Regions from separate parts of the Rattus norvegicus genome. Here region 1 is linked to region 2. Evidence: chromatin contacts called from public Hi-C data. All regions are on one chromosome and are shown on one strand. Each heading gives the region's core, a stretch centred on a gene start, on an enhancer-like site or on the middle of the called end of the contact. The rest is flanking DNA. Distances are from core to core; before and after follow the strand shown.

The links. A called contact is a pair of places that touch in the nucleus more often than the background predicts.
Region 1: a contact with region 2 is called in a Hi-C map of liver, with 3 times the contacts expected there. The contact joins two enhancer-like sites. A contact is called at or near these places in 2 of 12 Hi-C or Micro-C datasets (both in liver).

The regions. Positions count from the first base shown.
Region 1 is chr1:179,380,764-179,388,115 of GRCr8, reverse strand. The region is part of intron 4 of Sox6 (SRY-box transcription factor 6); the gene reads left to right. Among named protein-coding and RNA genes, the nearest start is that of Trnav-aac35, 6.0 kb to the left of the region's middle. Within about 2 kb of position 2,590, at least 1 of the 93 cell types and tissues checked has an H3K27ac peak or open chromatin away from gene starts, as enhancers often do. A contact at or near this core is called in liver, where this site is marked.
Region 2 is chr1:179,298,677-179,305,696 of GRCr8, reverse strand. All of the region lies in intron 7 of Sox6 (SRY-box transcription factor 6), which reads left to right. Among named protein-coding and RNA genes, the nearest start is that of Trnav-aac35, 88 kb to the left of the region's middle. Within about 2 kb of position 1,951, at least 17 of the 93 cell types and tissues checked have an H3K27ac peak or open chromatin away from gene starts, as enhancers often do. A contact at or near this core is called in liver, where this site is marked.

The DNA.
Region 1 (7,352 bases), core at 1,341-3,840, 82 kb before region 2:
GCTGACGGTGAGCTGTGCAGGCAGTGGGAGTGCCTGAAGGAGGCAGCTGAGGACATTTTGAAGAAATCATTACAGAAAATTCTAAGTTTGTTTAAGAATGTAAGCCTCTAGTCCCATGGAGCACAAACTAGTGTCAGCTGGTGCCTGCTCCATCTCTAAGTCTGTGCACCAATAGCATAGGTTCAAAATCTAGAGAAGACTTGAGAGCATTAAATAGAAGGCACACTCGCAGTTCAGTTATTGTAGGAAAATATGGTGACTATAGAGGACCTGAACAAAACCTCAAATCCCCAGGACGTAAGTGATGGTGACAGCACTTGGCAGATGCAAACTTATGCATGCTTATTCTGTTTAAGTGAACTTGGAGTTTTGCATAAAGTTTATGTTGTGCTATAAGCAAGTCTACGTAAAGATGACTTAACTTTTTTAAAAAGAGTGTGTTCTCTGGTTACATGGAAAGAGATAACAAACTGATAACGAAAGAAAATAAGAAATCTCCCAAACAGTAACTAAACCACCAGGCTTTAATCAACATGAATTAATGAAGAAATATCATATACAACCACAAAATATATTTAACTACATGGCAATGATAAATTAATCTAACAAGAATATATCAGACCAGCAAAGACAGTGCAGGAGAGAAATACACAACTTTATGTGCACATATTAAAAATAAGTATGATTTAAAATTGGTCTATAAATTCAGAAAATCCCATCAAACCTTTTGCTTTGTAAGTAGGACAATCCTAAAATGCACTTGAAGCTGCTAAGGACCAAGTACAGCCAAGAGCACGCTCTCATTCTGTGTGAGCTCAACCGAGTGCCACAGTGCTGGGAAAGCCAAAATATGTAAGGTCAAGGAACCATCAGCAGAGCAGGCAGAATCCAGTAGGAGTCTCCCCAGCCTCTCAAAGCCCCGCCCAGATCATGGAAAAAGGAAAAATGACAGTCTTCAAACAGATAATGTTGAAGCAACTGGACACAAAGTTTACTCTGCTTTTTTCACTCTTAGAACACAAAACAAGTGAAAATAAACTTCATCTTGAATATAAAGTTGGAAGTATAAAACTTTTTAATTATTTATTTTATTTTTGAGATTATAATATAATTATATCATCCCTTTTTTCCCTAACTCTACACCTTCCCAATTAACACAAATTGTTCTTTTTAAAATTTCTTGGCTTATTTTCCTTTAATTGTATACATATATATGTATCACAATATATGTTCCACAAACAATGTACGTATGTATATACCCTGCTCAGTTTCTATGGTACTCATATGCATGTTGTCAAAGCTGATCACCGAGTATTGGATAACCAATAAAGACGATGATTTCTTCTACTCTCAGCACTCCTTAGGTGCCTATAGTCCTTTGTGTTGAGTTGAGGCTTCATGGTATTTCCCTGCCTATTTTTTAAGATGTCTATTTTTGATCTTGTTCAGCTCATGTGTAGGCACTCAAGTTGGTAACACTTTATGGGTATAACTTTATATTACTTGGGTACAGAATAAATTCCCTGATCCTCCAGCTCTTAAAATCTTTTTTTTGTCTCTTCTGTAGTGTTCCCTGAGCCCTAGGATAAAAGTTGTTTTGTAGAAATATTCACTGGGACTGGGCTCCAGAACTCTGCACTTTGATTGGTTGTAGTTGCCTGTAATGGTCTCTGTTGCAAAGAAAAGTTTCCTTGATGAGAGATGAGGACTCCACTTATATGTGGGTGTAAGGACCGATATTTATAATGAAATTAGGGAGTATACTAATTTAGGAACATGGTGTTGTGGGTTCTTCTCCAAGATCCATGACTTCATTAGCCCTGGGTAGCTGGCTAGGTTTCCAATTCCAGGTATAGTATCCCTTTTAGAGCAGGTCTTAAATTTAATTACAGAGCTGTTGGTTACTGCCAAAATATGTGTGCAGCTACTGTACCCTTAGGGTATCAGGCCACACTGGTCATTGCTGTAGGTGTCATAGCACTGTTGATTGTTTCTGATCTCAGTGTAGACAACATTGCATAGGTCTTAGAAACACTAGTCAGAAAGGAAGAAGTTACTAATTGTGTAATACCAAAATAAAATCTTCAGCTCATCTAGAGACTTACAGTATAATTTAGGTGTGTCGTAGAGAGGGCAAAATATTTGTGATGTATATTCTGACAGACTTGACTTACTTAGAGATGTAAAGTGTATAGATATATGATATCAGTTAATAAAAACATATAGGAATGTAAAAACCAAGAAAAAGACAAATAATACAAATGTCACTAAAACTATTTCTGTCATTACTTGGTGTTCAGTAAGAGTGAATTTTTACTACTTCAAGGAATTTTCAGAGTTTGAGTTAATCACACATGGAGGAAACAAGTGGTGTCAGGCATGTCTGGCCCTCAGGTGACTTAATGTTATGTTGAATGGAGTGAACTTGACCATGTATTCGCCTATTCAATGCTGAAGACTGCTCAGCAGTAGTAGCAATAGAGACAGGAATTTTAAAGCTCAGAGTTAAAAATTGACCAGAAGATTAATGAGAAAGCAAAAACTTGGCAAGTATTATTTTTCTATCTAGAGGATGAACTTTGATATTTGAAACAGTGAATCAGTGTAGGCAATGTTAGTAGGTGGTAGAGGTATGTGTGCGCATGCATACGTACATGTGTGTGTATGTGTATGTGTGTATAAGAGGATATCGCGTGAGAATGGTTGAGAAGCTACTAGGCATGCAGAAGGGAGTGGGACAGTTTTTGAAGACTTATCCAAATATGGCAAAACTCAGAGTTTCATGTAGGAGCCACCATTAGGGCCAATGATAATGGGACCTGAGCCCCCGGGCAGCACAGCCTTCTACTGTATTGCCCTTTCATGGGTGCTAATACACAGTGAAATAGACCAAAGGAGGGCGTCAGCAGCTCAAGCTCATGTCACACTTTGACTTGATGACAGCTCACCAGGAAGTTGTTTGTATGAAGCTTAGAAACTGGCAGTCTGTTATGTTCAGATATACCGGGGGTTTTTTGTTTGTTTGTTTGTTTTTGGTTTTTGGTTTTTCTTTCCGACTTGTCACATCGAGTCTCTGCTTTCACTTTGTTTCTGCTGTTTTCAGTGGGTGGCATCAAGTTCAAAAATACTGAGTTCTGTAGAGGAATCTTTGGTCAGCATTGCTGCGTAAGGCCTTTGTATGCTTTTCAAGTCAGAAACTCGTTTCAAGGCTTACACCCTACACGTTTAATGCATGTTGTGTTGTAATCCAGTGCTGGTTTCCGTGTGATTTAAACTTTGAACATAACTCATTTACATATATCTCATACATTTTCATGTATTATCTCACTCTCTGAACATAACATACCTACATGTATATCATGTCCTTTTGTGACAGTTTTCATATTGTTTAGATTTTTATTTGTTTTATTTATTTTTGGTTGCTTTTTTGTTTTGTTTTGTTTTTGTTTTTTTTGTTTTTTGTTTGAGACAGGATTTCTCTGTGTAGTCTTGGCTATCCTGGGACTTGCTCTGTGCTCTGTGGACCAGGCTGACCTCAAATTCATAGAGATCCATCTGTCTCTGACCTGTGAATCCTGGGATTAAAAGTGTATGTTACCACCCCTTGGCTTGTTTAGGTCTTTTTACAGTACCAACTTGCAGACACTTAAGTGAATACAACATATTGGCTTATCTCTGCCAGACCAGGAGTTGCATTTGACTTCCACATTGGAGAGCAAAATATGATGTCAGGCCTCAGGCTCTCCGCTCCTCACTTCTAAGTCTATTTTCTCATAGAGTAGTCAGAGTTTGTCTGTGTGATCCACAGCAATCCCAGGTCAACACACATTTTGCTTCTGATCTGAGCATGAGAGAGAGGCTTTCAATTGTCCCAGCAGAGGTTTCTGATGAATCAGTTCTTTGTGTGGTCAGGAGGAGCAATAGAAAGCAGAGAACAGGTCTGTAGTTGGCATCTCCTGCGGTGGTTATGCTTTGATGAGCAGGTGAGATGCACAACATAGCAGTAGCGTTCGGAGTGTTGGAGAGATAGCTCAGTGGCTGAAGACTTCTGTTTGATCTCCAGAACCCAAGTGAAAAACCACGCAGGACACAAATGCCAGGGAGGCAGAGACAGGAGGATGCCTGAGATTCACTGGCCAACTGCTCCACAGGAACTGTGAGCTCTAAGTTCAGTGAGAGATACAGTCTTACAAAATAACAGTGGAGGAAGACATCTGATGTCTACCTTTGGTTTCAACATGGAGTCCCCCAAACACAGGATACATGTATGTCCAGAGTCATAGAATTAGAGATGACTTCTCACAAACAGGAAGGCAGGGTTCTGAGGATGTACCTCAGTTGGCGGAGTACTTGTCTAGCGGGTACAAGGTTCTCTGTCAGATGCCTAGCACTTTACATACAGCATGGATAGTCATTTGGGGCAACGTAGGGAGTTCTAGACTAGGCCAGCCTGGACTATGGGAGATCCTGTTTTAAAATACAAAAACAAATAAACAAAAATGGAACATAGAGCATACTAGATACACAAAAATAATTAAGTTGCATCCATTATCTAATAATATTTTTGAAATCAGATACATATGAATCTGACATAGTAAAACAAATAGTTGATGACTATATACAACAGAATCAGCAGTCGATAAAGTGGAAATGTCATTGGTAGGATATATTTTAGCAATATGGCTACCTCCAGTTTCTAACAGACATTTCTATTACATTAAAACAGTGCAGCATCTGAGTGTCTCCTGTGCAAGAGGTGACAGTGGAGAATCAAGGCCTCAGACTGCACATGCAGCTCTCACCCGGGAAAATGAAGCCTGTCTTGGAAGAAACAACCTGTTGAGTTTGAGGCAGTTTTGAAAGAACTTTGTACAGGTTGCTTAGTGGATGGTATTTAAGAAAGGAAAGCTTTCAGTTTAAACTAGATGGAAAAAGCAAAATGGAGGGTCAGAAACACGAGCCAAGCACCACGTGTGGTAATCTGGGCTGCTGGACACCACTGACTTTCCCTGAGGTGGCCTGTGTTCTTGGCACCCCTGTCCAAAGAGAGAGTGAGTGTTAGTGTCTATATCTGAAGCTACTGTTAGCGAGTGTAAAACTACCATCTCCCACTACACTGCCGGCTGCTGTGTTGTGCAGACCATAGCACTGATGTTTAACCAGTGATTTAAATAGTCTTTGGGAAAGCAAGCACTGAAGCACAGTTGAGCGTCACCATCTGTTTGCAGTCAGTGATGCCAGCAACTTCCTTGTCTTCACTCCTTTCTAACTCATTCCGAAATGAGGCTGTTGCAGCTCCAGCACCAGGCGGTGAGCCCTGGAGTCGCCTGTGGCCTGTCCTTCCTGTCAGCCCCTGCAGTGGCTATGCCTTGGTAAACAGGCAAGATTGTTGGGAATGATCCCCATGTTCATGTTTTAGGTGCTAGCAGCCTCAGTGAGCAGATGAGAGAGAGAGAGAGAGAGAGAGAGAGAGAGAGAGAGAGAGAGAGAGATGGTGTTTTCCGTCTTATACAGAACAGTGTGACTTTTGTGAATGTATGCTTAGTGCCAGTTGTCAGGGATGCCTAAGAAACACTCTGGTAGATAAAAATAGTACCTGGAGAAAAGATTGTCCCCACATGAGAATGCCTGCATGTGAGTCTGTCAGGTTAGATGTGGGGCCTCTGTTTCCCTGTGCACATCCCAGAGTCCGGATGTAGCAGTCCTAACAACATTTCCAACACTGTGGTTTCCTCCCCACATGCAGCCTCCTGCAAACACACCCCTCACTCACAGCATATTGTTCAGTCAAGTGGCTGAGGAATTAACATTTTTCCTGGAAGGACTATATCTGATTTAATGACCAAATCATTTTAAGGCAGCACAACAGAATTTTACAGGAACGAAATCTTTCCCTTCACACCGATCATGCGTGTTTTACTCGAGTATTGAGTCATTAGCATGTTTATAATGGTTCTAATTTAGCACAACATTTTCTGAATTTTATCCTTGAGTCATTTACAAATTGTTCTTATTGAGTAAACAAAGGGAACAGATTGCATTTTATACTTAGCAATTTATCTGAAAGAAGAGGGGAGGGTTAATTGTTTTAAAGTTTTGGTCTGTTTGGGGAAGTGAGCCTGCTTTCTCATGGCTGGGCCGACATGCCTTTCTTCATGTCTTTTTGGATGGAGGGTATGCTGTGGAGGAGGAAAATGAAGACGAAGGAGTAGGCTGAGGTTGGCCACTCCCACCTCAGGGGAGTGTGGAGCACAAGGGGGCTGGCACGAGATTATCCCAAACAGTTGGTGCATTCCTTAATGATCAAGTGCTTGACAAGTCCAGTCCTTCCTGGCAGAGCATCTGTGTTGATGTTTATACCGCTGCCCTGCTGTATGGGAAAGGCATGCTTTCTCTGCTGCTTGCCTAAAAATAGGATGGAGTATAGCATTGTATGAGATATTTTAAGATAGCAGAAACATTTAAGAGGTTAAAGGTTTGGTCTCAGATCAGAAAAGCTCAGTGATATAGTGTGCACTGTTCTTTCCACACTGGGTTTTCTGTGGAGTTGGTTGGCGATCCGCACACTGGGTTAGAGAAGTTATTTCTAGGTTTGTTTAGTTCGGTCTGAAAAACACACTCTGTGGGCTTTTCTGTCAGCTCCCTGCATGAAGAGCTTGCTTGAAAACAGACTCTATTTATACCCCTTGTTCTTATTTGGAAAGTCAGTTGTTTCATTGTGTGTGTGTGTGTGTGTGTGTGTGTGTGTGTGTGCGTGCATGTGTGTGTGCATGCGTGTGTGTGTGTGCGTGTGTGTGTGTGTACAGTCATCATGGAGCATTCCTTTGTATGTTATAGTGACTTCAAAATAAAACTGGCACATTTTAGTGTCTAATTATTTTTAGTGAGCTTGGAGGGTTTTAATTAAAATTTAAGAGTGCTCTTCAAGCTCTCCAAGCTCCAATTTTATCCCACTGTATTGTGGAGCTCTTACCACTGTGTGAAAAGATGTACAGTGGCTGATGACTGCATCTGTACGTCCCCAGTGAAAGCACTTGGGGCTGCTGAGGGGCAACTGAACGTACACTGTCAGGTCTGGCAGGAAACTAAAGTCATGGGCACTTCAGATAAATTATCAGTCTTTGGGAATACAGAGAAAAGTGACTGTATTTGAAGTAGGTGATTCCAATGGTTAAATGAAGGGATGCCTTCACAATTGTCTTAACCATCACTAAAGCACACATTTCTTCTAATGTGTACACAGTGACTGAAGCATTTGATTCTTCACTAGAATATTTGAAAGATATATTTCTGTATCGTGTTTGTGGTATTTTAGCCCTCTGATTTTCAATATCTCGTGGAAGTGAAAAGAG
Region 2 (7,020 bases), core at 702-3,201:
GCCCTTTGATTTAATATATTGACACTTGGGTTCGAATAATTCCGTTTAGTGGCTTTTGCTTCCCAGGGATCAATTTAATTAGTTATAAAATGTGACTTCTTGTCAAGAGCTAGAAGAAATGCTGACGTTAAATAAAGTCATACGCAATTTAAACAATAAAGCTATCGATGCCTGGTTAAAAGTTAATGATGCAAGAAAAACGGCTTAATAGAGACAACCTCAGCATTGCAAGTGATGCTATGAAAATTAAGCTAAGTGGATGAATGAGGAATGTGATGTTGTTGAATTGTTAAAACAAATTCGGAGCTGCTCCGATGGCTCAGCAAGGTTGTGAGTGGTTATCCTTCAGCTGGGGAGACAGGACTAATTGTGGGTTCCTTGTCACTAGGACTTGAACATCAGATCAGTGCGAGGCTTTGGTCCAGGTTTGGGGCCTGTGAGCTAGCAAACTCCCTGAGATGAACCTCATACTTCATGAGTGGCTCCAGAAGTGCTGTTCATGGTCATGCCTGGACCTCAGTGAGGGCCTCAGTGAGGGCTTTCTTTTCTCGGTGCTCTGGTGGCTGGGTCCCTCTGCAGAGGGTTACAGGCACTCCTAGCCCCAGGCCTTTTCTGAGAAATATTGAAGCTGAGTTCTAGGTCTGGACTTTGGCCTGGTATGCTTCCTCCCCCTGGAGAGGTATCTCCTCCTTCTGCAGGGAGGCTGATGACCACATAGCTCTTCCGATTCAGAGATACACATGTCTCTCATCAGGTTTATTTGATGCCACCAACTTCTCCGATGCTCTGGCTTTAACTCTGGTTTGAATGATTTTTCTATGAGTGTCTCTAGGTCCAGCAGACTTAAATTAAGTAGTAAGTGAACTGACCCAATGCTAAGCGACTAGATGGTTTCTGAAGTGCTTTCTGACTCCCTTAATTCAGTCATAGATTCAAACTTAACTGCTTAGTCCATGAAATCAACTGCTTTCAGAGCACAGTCAAAACAACCAGTAGGCTGGCTAAATATACCCTGTGTCCTCTGGTGTGTATGCACACACCCACAATCAACTGTCTTTTGACTCGCCTGCTATCTTAACACCGGTTAGCTAAATAAAAGATTACCACATTTTATTGTCAGACAAAATTTATATCTCATTCCCTCAACTGTTGCATTTCCAAGCCATTTGCTCACTATGTGAAAACAAGGCACATGTTGAAACTTGAAGAGTTTTCAAATACCTCCTCTAGTCACAAGATTGGCATATGTGTGCTGTGCTCAACTCTTAGAAACAGCCAAAGAAGCCTGCAGTTGGCCCCCAGTTTATTGACAGGCACTGTCAGTGGTTGCTGGGTGGGAATACAAGAACAAGGAGCTGTGCTCTGGAAAGGAAGATGAAGGGGGGATTGATGGCCTTCCAGCTGCTCTCTAACACCCTTCCTGCACACCTTGCAGTGGAGCAAAGACTCCTCCATTTCTTTCCTGGAGTAAACTAGAAAGGTTCAAGATTGAAGATCCTGGGTAGAAGCTTACTCTTTTGGAAATTTGTTTATTCTTTCTGCTGATTCAGCTGCCAAGGAAATTACTGTAGCATCGACAGTGGACCATCAACGGGCAAGTGTATCCATCTAGGAAAAATCACTGAATAACGTACCTTGTCTATTTATATAAAATGACTATGCTTGAAAATTGCAATAAAGCACAAAAGCTTTAAACTTCCAGCAAAATAAGCACATTAAGATGTGTTGGGCCTAAAATGATCTGCAGGTTCATTTGTCTTTCTATCTTATAATATATGTAAACTCACTGGGAGGAAGGATGCCTTGCAGTTGATGTGGAGAGGAGAAGAGGGTACTCTTGAGAAGCTGGCAAACTTAACAGAAATCCCCCAGAAGCTTCCCTATGGGAGGGGCAGAGATGCAGAGGCAAAGATCCCGCTTGCTTACGTGGTGGAGTGTTCACACAGGCCACAGGCAAGAGAACACAAGGGACATTGCTGTGTATAAAATTTGTGCCAGTCCTAAGCTCACCACTGGAGTAAAGGTTATCTTTTTATTTGCTTTTCCTTTTGAATGTTGGGGGAAGGGCAATTAGCTGAGGACAAGAGGGAAATTGTTAGGGACCTCTGTAAGATAAACTATTTTGTCTTTGTGTTGACATTATATTGGCTACAGCCTACACAGAGGGGGATTGCCTGGAAAGGGAAAAGTCAGGAAAGAGAGGCATTAATATTTTTTAGCGTGTGTGGGTGCAGCGGCAGCAGAGGGGCCCGTGTTTTCTTACGGCTCAGATGGCAAAGCTAAGCATTCAGCCTACGGCAGGAAAAAGTGCCTTTTTTGTTTTCTGACTGCAGAGTCCAGGCATTCCCAGGGGAACACAATGAATGGCCCATTTTGTCCAACGCGGTTTCATAGACATAGATCTCTTGTTTTTCATCATTATTCTTGCCCGTCATTGGGTGTGCACATGACATTTGAGCGTGTTTTAAAGTCTTAACACACTCATGTGCCTGCAATAAAGTTACTCATAACAATCCCGCTTTCTCCAGACAACAGAGCGGGGTCTGTTATTTTCATAAGTCATGGCAGCTGGGAGGCAATTGCATAGACAACAGCTTAATCTAGCTGGAAAATGCAGGAAAAGGACGGCACACACAAAATTTCCTCCCATGTTATTCTAACGTGGAAGAATAAAAAAAATTATCCATGGGTGGTCTAGCTCGGTAACTGATTGGCAGACATACTTTGGATTTTTTAGAATGGTAAATGTAAGGCATTACTTTCCCTGTATTTGCTAATTGGCTAGCGAGCAGGATCAGAATGTGATACTCAGGTTGGTCTTAGTGGTCATGTGCTACTCTGAGCTGCTGAGAAGCAGTGTGTTTGTATGAAAAGACATTGAGTGAGGCAGTTCTAACTCAATGGCGAGCCCTTTTCGAGAGGTTCATGGAAGGCTCACTGGAGGCTCATAGCAATTCACAGCTTCGTCAGGCTGTGCTTCTGGTGTGCAGTCAATAGTAGGCCCAAACTCACAGCGAATAACGGGTTGGGGAAGAGGAGAGAAGCTGAAAAATTGAAATCTAACCTCAAACTGCCCGGTGCAGCATGCAGGCTGTGCCCTCAAGGATGCTGGAGCACTATTAGTCACATGCATTTCGCCTGGAAGATAGGACAAAAGACCTGTGAGTAGAGTGGAGAGGGGAGCTTCCCCTTTCTCTTCCACTGTGACTGAGAGAGAAGGGATTGCACAGAACCCTGGGAAGGAAAAGACTTAGGAAGCAAGATTTGCCCTGCTGTGCTTAACCATATCAAACTCTGCTGGCTTTTTCCTTTCGAGGAAATATGCTGTGACAGAACTTCTTGTAGGCTCTTTAAAGATACACAGGTGACACAAAGCATTCAGTCTCTAAGACATAATGGCTTTGCTGGTAGTTTTACTGGAAAAGATGAAGCTGTCCAGGCTGGAACCAACTCAACCCTCCCTAGGATCTTGTGTCTGAGTAAGAATAATCTGGTTCATTTCCAGCCTTAGTAGGGAAATATTAACCCTCATGAGGGCACTTCTACAGGAGGCCTTATGGAGAAATCCAAACCACAGGCAGCTGGGGCATGAGCTAGGCCTCACTGTCTCCTCCCTTATGCGCCAATGAGCATGGAGACACCTTAAAGATTCAGTTTTCAAAGCCTCTACTTAGCGTTTTTTAAATTGTGTTTCCTTGCTCCATTATTATACTTTACTTAACACACTCTTTACTTACCTTTGGCAGAGTGCAACACTAGAGGGCCTGGAGCAAAGCCCTTGTGTGTCAAAAGCCAAGACAGAAGCCAATCCTCTGCTGACCTCTCATGTTGCCACACCCCAAACCCAGAACAGAGCCATTAACGGCAGGCCTTTACGGTAGCTTACCATCGAAGTTTGACTAGGGATCTGTAGTTGTCATTTGTGGTTCAATTGACCACCAATCCATTTTCTTTATGTGAATTTTCTTTAATTTTAATAAATATGCACCAGCATGAATTTTAACTTTTGCCACCAGGCAGGTGAGAACTAAGGTAACTCAATGACTGTGACGGTCAAGGGTTGAGCTGATTTCTCTCGGAGAGAAGCTGTGTTTACTCTGCAGTTGCAGTTGGCACCCAGTGACGTGAAGGGGGTGGGTTGGCATAGCAGTTTGTAATTAATAGGAAATAGGACCTACAAGGGAAGCTAGAAAAACAAAAAGCACTTTTTACTTCTTATTCTCCTTCCTTTTTTACGTAGATTAGAATGTTAGGTAGGACCCATGGAGAAAAGGAACTGGGCTATAAGCAGCCCTGTAAGGCAACTGCTCATCAAACTGATGGTGAGACATAGGGCCCATGAATAAAGACTGCTGAATTTAGGAGCAACCCAAGGATGAGGATATATGCTCATAACATAGAAGAGATACACAAAACATGTGCATATATATATATATATTTAATTTTTAATATACATTCACACATACACATAAAAACACTGTTGCTGTGCTCCTAAAATTCTTTAGGCACTTCCTCACTTACTGAAATACTCATTATTTTCCCTTTTCCAAAAAGATATATACGATATATATTATATATAAAATATATATTATATATGTGTATGTGTATGTATGTGTATAAGAATATAGATATTCATACATACTGGTTGATGTAATGATTTTTAGACCTTTCACTATTTTACAAAAAGAGTTCCAAGTATGGGATGGAGCAAGATAAGAATAAATTCAGGGGCTAGAATAGAATTCAAAATGCAAATATAATTTCATGATATTGCTTATTAAAACTATAATAATATGGAGACATCTACTTATACATAAATAGTTATTAGTACATGTGTGTATGTATAATATATGTGTAAGAATATTTCTCAGTTCTGTGAATGAAATGTTAGAATAATGCTCCAAATAAAGCAGTGGTTCTCACCTTCCTAATGCTGCGATATTTAATACAGTTCCTCATGTTGTGGTGACCTCCAGCCATAAAATTATTCTTTTTGCTACTTCATAGTTCTAATTTTGCTACTGTTATGAATTGTGATATAAATATCTGTGTTTTCCAATGCTCTTAGATGATGCCTATGAAGTGGTCATTAGATCCAAATCTAATGACAGGTTAAGAACCTCTGGAAAAAGTATCCCCTAGTGGTTCTCTATACACCGCAGCCACATCATATCCTCATACCTTCTCCTGAGTCTTTTTGGGAAAGGGAAAATAATGAGTATTTCAGTAAGTGAGGAGGTACCTAAGGAATTTTAGGAGCACAGCAACAGTGTTTTTATGTGTATGTGTGAATGTATATTCAAAATTAAAAAAAAAATAGGTAGAGATAATATTCTCCCTGTCGTAGAGTGCCAATTATATAATGTGTAAGAACTTAGGGAAGCTGCTTGGCAACCAACTTAGCTAGTCATGGGAGTACAGGACAGTAATGTAAGGGGTGCCGAAGCTGCCAGAGGGCTTGGCTATGGAAGGGTGCCCACCTCGTCTGAAAGCATTGGCCCATATAACACACAGGGAGGCCGAAGGGAAAGTTCATCAGTATAGCAGAGAAGCCTGGCCAATGCTACACTGCGCAGGCAGTGAGGGGATGAACTAGAGTGCCCCAGCGACTGATGGGCTTGGGTGAGCACAACAGGGCAGCCTCTTCTTTTAGATGACTGACAAAACATACAATCCAAATTTAACCATAAAGAATAACCCCATGAAAAGTCAAGCAACTTAGGGACAGTCTACAAAATAGCTGGCTTGGAGTTCTCTACGTTGCTATGGTCGTAAGGTAAAGAAGAACCTGGGTCACTTCCACTTCACAGGAGATGGAGACGTAATGCAGGCTGGGGTGATGCTTCAGGACTATCCCTGTCAGAGGCTCAGCATCAGAATTACTTGGATTTAAATCTTACCTTTGTCAATCTAGTGGCTCTGTCCTTTATACACTTCTAAGGTTGATGGAGTGCATCCCACTGTCCTGTGGCTTGGTGGAGGTAAAGCGTAAAGGTTACATGCGTATCTTGGAGAGCCTGTGGACATCTAGTTAATGTCTCACTTCTTGAGCTTTGTTCTTCCTAGACATTGCTGTGAGTGTGGAGACATGGTGAAGATTGTTTAAATCCCATCCACATATGTGGTGCAGGCATTAATGTGGCGCTCTACACAGTATGCAGTGCTTCATGGTAGTTCATTGTCTTACAATCTCCTCATCTATTTGATTTTACCTTGTTTTCTCAAGGTAGGCAGAAATATAATTTTCTCATTTATTTCTAAGGAAGTCAAGATTTTCTGGTTCAAATCTAAGATGGTAGGAGCAGGCAGGGGGGTAGCATAGATTTTGCAGATGGGAACATTGGTCTCTTTCCAGGCATTGCTCTTTGTTCTTTGTCAGAGCCACATGATAAAGGATTGATTAACATTATAGAAATTTTACTTTTGATTAATATGGCAGGAGAATTATTTTTATCTTCCAAGATATATACTTTCCAGTATTTCTGAGTATTTTTATCTTCCAAAACACATGCTTTTCAATATTTGCAAGTTTTTCATAGGCAGTGGGAGGCGACAGCACAGAAACAGTGACTCTGAACACATGGTTATAACCACAGAAAAGCCATCACGATCACTGGTATGTGGCATGGTCCATTTACAAGCTGTGACAGGCACAGGACACCTCCTCTCTGTGGAGTCTCCAAGGTCTTAGCACCCTCTGCTTTCCCCTACTTTCTCCTTTCCTCCTAGCCTTACTCCTACACTGTAGCCTTGGGCTCCAGCCTTGATGCATATGGCACACTAAGTTAAGAGTATGATTCTAGAGCCTGAATTCAAATCCTTAGCCCTCTACCTGTGAGCTGTCTGACCCTGAGGGGAACTACTGAACTTTCAATGCTCATCAGTAGAGTAAAGGGAATGGCAGTACCTACCGCATCTACATGTTTTGAGAATTACACGTGTTAGTTCATATGAAGCCCATAGAAAAGCACCTGACATGTTGCAGATGCTGGGTTGGTGTGGCTTTCATTAGTATTATTA